Linked DNA regions of Mus musculus: region 2 is linked to region 1. The links are chromatin contacts, called in public HiChIP or PLAC-seq maps. All regions are on one chromosome and are shown on one strand. The core of a region is the stretch at or near the end of the contact, and the rest is flanking DNA. Distances in the headings are between cores, read along the strand shown.

Region 1 (3,175 bases), core at 200-2,699:
TTGATTGGACCATAGCCCTAGCTGGCCCTGAACTCACAGGCTATCCTCCTGCCTCAGCCTCCTGAGTAATGGGATTTTCAGTATGAATCATTTTACCTCAGCTTCTTCTAGGAAGGATGGGTGCCTTGACTTTCACCTCATTAGCACGTAGATGCACCGTTTCTGACCCCACAATGAGTTCTGTGTGCTCATCCCTGCTAACAAGATCCACAAGAGCTAGCTTGGCTGCCCCTGCCCTTTTCTCTCAGCCTGTGCCTCAGACTCCGCCTCTTCCCGATTAGCCTGGACTCGATGATCATCCTCCTGGCTTTGCCCAGCCTCAGCCCTGGGTCTAAGGTCCCCCCCCCCAACTCCCTTTATAGTGCTGGTGCTGGAAGCTAAGACCTAGCCCATGCCAGCAAGCACTCTGCCACTTAGCTACAACCTCAGCTCCTAGTTCCATTTGGAAACAGCCTCCTCCCTCCTGTGGCAGCCTGGCTTGCTTTGGGGCTTGCTGAACTCCCCGCTCCATGTTAAGACCTCTCCCCTTGTCTGAGCATCTTAGAAAACAGGAGACTTGACTCCTCACATTTGTCTCAAGCTGCAAAGCAGACTCAGCCCCTCCCTGTCCTGCCAGCCTCCCAGGGTCTTCTTGACCCACACTCTCAAGCCTCGGGGGAGGAGGAGGAGCAGGGAGCACAGCCTCTTGTCCAATTCCATTCCTTAACTCCTCCTCTTCCTCCTCCCCTGACTGGCTCCAAAGACCCTGGCACCCTCTCCCTCGGGCATCTAAAAAACGGGGGGGGGGGGGGGGGGAACAGGAGAGGCTGTTGCTGCCCCGAGGCCCTAGCTGTCTGTCTCTCTCCTAGTGTTTCATGTGCTGGGCAGCCTGGGAAGCCACTGAGGATGAAACATCCTCTCCCCCTCTTAAGCTCTAAATTGATTTTCATGCCACGCGATTCGTGTTTGCTTGCCTGGCTTCGGAGGTAACTGAAATGTGCACAGAATGCCAGGAGCCGGGCTTCCTGTGCAAACCGAAGTCCCGGAGGCCCTGCCCTGGCGTGCCTGCTGGAGTCTTCAGCTGCCTGCCGTGATTTCCCTGAGTTTATTAGCTCTGCCTCCCACTCCCAGCAGCTCAGCAGGCACATTTGGTGGCCTGCCTCTTCTACCTTTGGCTAGGAACAGCCGCCCTGATCTCCAGTTCTCTGATAATTCCATCAGCGCTTAGGTGAGGCTCAGGTGTCAGGCTCAGGAGCTGCCACTGGCCTAACGTCTTTCCACCCTCTCTTCTGGGATCTTCCTTCATTAGGTTTTCCCTAGTAGGGAAAAGATAGGATCAAAGGTATAATTCCATGGCACAGATCTTCCTTAGTATGTACCAGGCTCTGGGTTCCATGCACATGCGCGCACGCGTGCGCACACACACACGCACACACACACACAAACTTCCAGTGCGACTGAGGGACAAAGCAGACCAGGGAGGAAGGGAATTTTGCAGCCCTGCATTGAGCATCCATTGGAACCAGAAGCCACCCAGTACCTGAGCTCACCAAGTCCCTTGTCCCTCTGCTTCCGGAAAAGGAGCCACAAAGGCAAAGCCTTCAGGATTAAACATGGCTGAGAACGATGGTGGGCTGTGGATTCCCCTTCCTTTGATGGCTTCCTTCTTACATGTGTATGCTGACCCTGGACAGCCACTTTCCCTGTCAGTTAATGAGGAAGTAGAGATGTGCTTGGCTCCTCCCCCGCACTGCCTCTGCCTCTACTGAGTACACAGGGCACAGCTCTTAATGGAGCCCAGCCAGACCCTCGAGGAGAGGGAAGTGATTTCAATGAGCAGAGCCCAGCAGTTCGGCCATTATACTTCTGACCCAATAAACACACTGATTAGGGTCACGTGTGTCCTGGCCCCAGCGGCTGGCTTCTGGGGAGGGGCTGAGGACTTAGGAGCAGGGTGGATGTCCCCACCTGCAAGGTCATCTTCCCCCTCTATGTATCAAGGACGGGAACAAATGAAACAGAGCTAAACTCAGCAAGAAATCCCCAAATCCGTTCCTAGCCAGCAGCCTTGGGTTCATTGTTCCATCTGTCCATCTACTCTACAGGGCTTTGGTACATTCTCAGTTTGATCATCCAGAAATGGGTGTAATAAGGTCAGCCTCAGAGGTTGGTTTGGTGTTAAATACACAGTGGGCAGCGGTGACACATGCCTTTAATCCCAGCGCTCAGATCTCTGAGTTCAAGGCCAGTCTGGTCTGTAGAGAGTTCCAGAACAGCCAGGGATACAGAGAGACCCTGTCTCAAAAATACAAAACAAAGACAGAAATACTCACGTTGAACTGTTTTCTCAAGTGAAGTTATTTCCTGGCTAATGTGAGTGACTCCGAATTACCAAAGAAAGAATGACTTTACTGCCCAGGGAAGGACTAAACATTAAGGAGGAGCCAGCTTCTTTAGGACCAAGTACGTACATAAACAGGCCCAGGTTCAGGTCTCCTGCAACCCAGACATGGGAATGTCTGACTAGACCAGCCGACAGAGGATGGTGCACCTTAGCACACGAAGCTCTCGTCGGCTCACTCTGCTGGGCTCACGGCTCAGTTCTAGTTGGTGGCAATCTGAGCAGTCCTTGGTTTTCCTCATTCCAAGAGCAGCTGGTTTGGCTTAGCAAAATCATGGAAAGGTGTCTCTGCCTCTTGAGGCAGCTGAGAGGCTAAGCTGTATTCATAGTTCCCCCTAGTGGCAGAGTTCCAGAATAGCATGTGAAATGCAAACTTGGCAGCTGGAGGGATCTTCTCACATTGACCTATATTCAGACTTGAAGCTCACAGGGCCTAGTTCAAACCTTAGCCTGTCCAACAAGGAAACTAAATTTAAGGTGTCATGTGGTTCGCCAAGGTGACACAAAAGTTTTTACACTCCCGAGTTCGCACATTTTGCCCTGTGGTTTTAGACAGGGATTTTTTTTTTAAATTTATTTTATGTATGTGAGTACAATGTAGCTGTACAGACGGTTGTGAGCCTTCAAGTGGTTGTTGGGAATTGAATTTTTAGGACCTCTGCTCACTCCAGCCAACCCTGCTCACTTCAATTGGCCTTGCTTGCTCTAGCCCAAAGATTTATTATTATACATAAGTACACTGTAGCTGTATTCAGACACACCAGAAGAGGGCATCAGATCTCATTACAGGTGGTT
Region 2 (3,151 bases), core at 350-2,849, 610 kb after region 1:
AAGAGTGTATCAGGGAATTACCCAGCAGGCGTGTCTGACATTTTGACAGAGGGACAGGATGCTCTAATGTATAAAGTTCATGATTGAGAACTGCATGATCAAATTCCAAAAAACCAACCAAACAAGCAAAAAAAAAAAAAAAAAAAAACCAAGTGGATCTTAATGTTTTCAGTGAGCTTCCTGTTTTGTGCCAGGCAGCCTTCTTAGGGTGCACGCTGCCTCCTGACCACGGGTGGCTCCCACCCTAGCCTAGCTCCTTGAAACACCCACTACATCTAAAAACCAGTGGTGCTTACACACGCATGCAAATGTAAACAACTGTTGAACGGATGGCCTAGGGCATCCTTGATGCCTGGTGCATTCCCTGTCACTCACCTAAGAACTTCTGGGAGCAGAGCCCAAGATGAGGATAGGAGAGATGGCTCAGCCTTTTAAAGCACCCGCCACCAAGCCTGATGGCAGAAGTTTGATCCCCAAGACCCAGGACGCAGAAGGAGAGAGCTCCTTCAACTTGTCCTGTGACTCCACCCCCTACACACACTACAGAAATAAATAAAAATTTAAACTTTCCTCAGAGGATCTAGCATACAGCCCAGGCTGCATTGGGGGGGGGGTGTCTACAGTTTCACAGGGTAGCAAGGAGCAGAATCTCAGAGCTGATCCTGTATCCTTAACTCTCACAGAAGGCTGTCCCCACTCTGGGGTGTGGCCGGAGCCAAGACTGGGTTACTTTGCTTTTTCTTCGTCTGAGAAAGAAGTACAATTCAATATGCTGTTTAAAGGGTTACATCAAGGTCCACGAGAGGACATGGAAATGCAGAAATGGTTTAGGGAGATACAGGGCGGAAGGGCAACACACAGCTGACCATTTCCAGAGAGGTCTTTCCAGCCCTTCACTACCTTGCCACTGCTCCATCCTATCTCCCTTTCTCATCCCTGAGGGGTCCGGAGCCCTGGAAGGGCCCGTCCCGTCAGGGTCCAGAACCTCGAGAGACCATAACTCACACTGCACGTCCACGCGGATAGACTTGATGGCCGGCACGCCCACTCCGTTCTCCGCCTTGCAGTAGTAGCGACCTCCCTGCGTGCGTGCGATGCGCTCGATCCGCAGAGTCTCATTGAAGACCGACGTCTCCTGGAACTTGTCCGATGCGCTGCCGGCAGTTTTGGTCCACCGCACCTGGATGGGCAGTCACCACACTGAGACTGAAGGCCCTGCTGTGCAGGCGTCCCCTCCCTGCCCCATGCTCTCCAGGGTACCGGAGAGGGTGGACCCAGGCCTGACCTTCATGACCCTTAGGATGCCACAGTGAGAAGAACTGAGGGGCAGAGAGAGAAGGCTCTCAGGCAAGGCTGTGGGTCTTGTCAGGACATGTATGGGATTTGAGTGAGCCTCTTGTGCCTCTTTCCTAGCTAAGTTGCCTAGGGTTAATGGAGGGCTGGACGAGCATATATTAGTGCTGGGAAGACTGCTAACTGAGCATGTGTTGACCTGCTTGTTAGCTTCGTGATCTCAGCCCTCAGTCTCACACTCCTGCATGTGAAAGAGCTCTGCTGGCAGCCAGTCTCAAAGATGGCTTTATGGGCTTCACTCTCTTCTGTAGGTCCTGCCCTCTGTTCTACCGAGGTTCTGTGTGGCCAATAGACTTCAGCAGGGGAGAGCCTAGACTAGGATAGGAAACTGATTTCCATCACAGCCTTGAAGAGGAGAAAGCCCTGCTCCCCTGCCCTAAGCACTCCTGTGGAGAGGAGCCTAGGAGAGGCTGCAGCCTCAGGCCATCAGCAACCACGTCTCTCTGAAGAGTTCTCCAGCACTCCTCCTCCTGGGATGACTGACACCCAACTGCAGCCTTTTGAGAGAGCCTGCATGAGAGTCTGCCGGCTGCTGGATTCCTGCCACTGGCACTGGGAGACAAGAAGTGTTCCGGGACTCAGCCCCTGCATTTTGAAGTATTTGCCAGTCAACAATAACTAATATAGCATAATGCCTACTTTGCAAGTTATGAGGCTTAGGGAGCGAAGCACTTAAATGTGGTGCCTCAAACGCATTAGTCAGTCAACAGTTTCTATTATTAATAGTGATCTCGGTAAGTGACCATGCTCTGAGGAGTCACCTTAATTTGTCTATGTGGATTTTAACATGCTATTCAAAACTTGGGTTTTGTGTTGGTTTTCTGTTTTTTTTTTTCCTTCCCCAGATTGTTTTTCAATGCTATGAAGCTGACAGGTAGCACTGAATCCTGTATTCTTCTGCCTTCACCTCCACAGTGGCTGATATTCTATGAGTGCAGCACCGGGTCTGTTAATACAGCTGTGGGGTCAAACCCAGGGGTTCGTGCTCACTCAGTTCTCCTAAGTGAGCTACATCCTCAGAACCCTTTTCGTGATTTCCATTGCTTCTCCAGACTTGTGGTTAATATCTTTGCTCTAGTACCCAATTCACTAATTTTCTCTTTGGCTGTCTCTGAGGTATTAAAACCATCTTTAAAAAAAAAGACACTACTGCTTTTATTTCTATGATTTCTGTTTGCTTTTTCCCTGTACCAAACTGATCAAGACCTAAGGCAAGGTCCTGCTTTCTCCTGGGAGTTGGTACCCTGCTGTGACCCTGGGGACAGGCTTCGCAGGCAGGAGCTCTTGGGCATCCACTTCAGTTTAGTCCTGAACTGACCTGTAGCCCTGCTGTGGTTTGGATCACGGTATCCCCGAAAGGTTCCTGTGTTCAAGGCTTTGAGGAGATGGACCACTGATGGGTTCCGATGTGCTGGCATGGAGATTGTGAAAACCGGAAAGTGGGAACTGGTTTGAAGAAGTTTGTCACAGTAGGGGCATGCTTTGGGAGAGTTGTGAGATGCTGAGGTAAAAGTCGTCAACCTTCTCTGGCATTTTGTCCCCACAGCAATGGGAACACTGCCTCTCTCGGACTTCAGCCTTACTGCTCTGTGTATGTAGCCGGCTCTACCTCCTGCTGAGCTGTGCACAGCCTCAGACTCCTCAGCTTATGATCACTGCTGTTGTCACCCAGGCGGGGGGGGGGGGGAATCCTTAAACCCTCTCAATTAATTTGCTATTAGTTGACTTAAAATCCCACTAACTTGAGACGTCACATGGCTGGGCTGTCAGCGGTGTCTCCCGCTAGTTTTATCACAGA

What was found. HiChIP or PLAC-seq counts read pairs in DNA pulled down with a chosen protein or histone mark.
Region 2: an H3K27ac HiChIP or PLAC-seq map of embryonic stem cells shows a contact between it and region 1, with 2.8 times the contacts expected there. The contact joins two enhancer-like sites. A contact is called at or near these places in 1 of 39 promoter capture datasets (liver) and 2 of 115 datasets of contacts at active chromatin or transcription factors (embryonic stem cells and microglia).

What each region holds. Positions count from the first base shown.
Region 1 is chr17:29,244,137-29,247,311 of GRCm38.p6, forward strand. No RefSeq gene overlaps it. Among named protein-coding and RNA genes, the nearest start is that of Gm41557, 4.7 kb to the left of the region's middle. Within about 2 kb of position 1,450, at least 54 of the 459 cell types and tissues checked have an H3K27ac peak or open chromatin away from gene starts, as enhancers often do. A contact at or near this core is called in embryonic stem cells, where this site is marked.
Region 2 is chr17:29,851,437-29,854,587 of GRCm38.p6, forward strand. Mdga1 (MAM domain containing glycosylphosphatidylinositol anchor 1) reads right to left here. Exons shown (of 17, transcript NM_001368423.1): 3 at 1,006-1,180. Among named protein-coding and RNA genes, the nearest start is that of Mdga1, 36 kb to the right of the region's middle. Within about 2 kb of position 1,600, at least 15 of the 459 cell types and tissues checked have an H3K27ac peak or open chromatin away from gene starts, as enhancers often do. A contact at or near this core is called in embryonic stem cells, where this site is marked.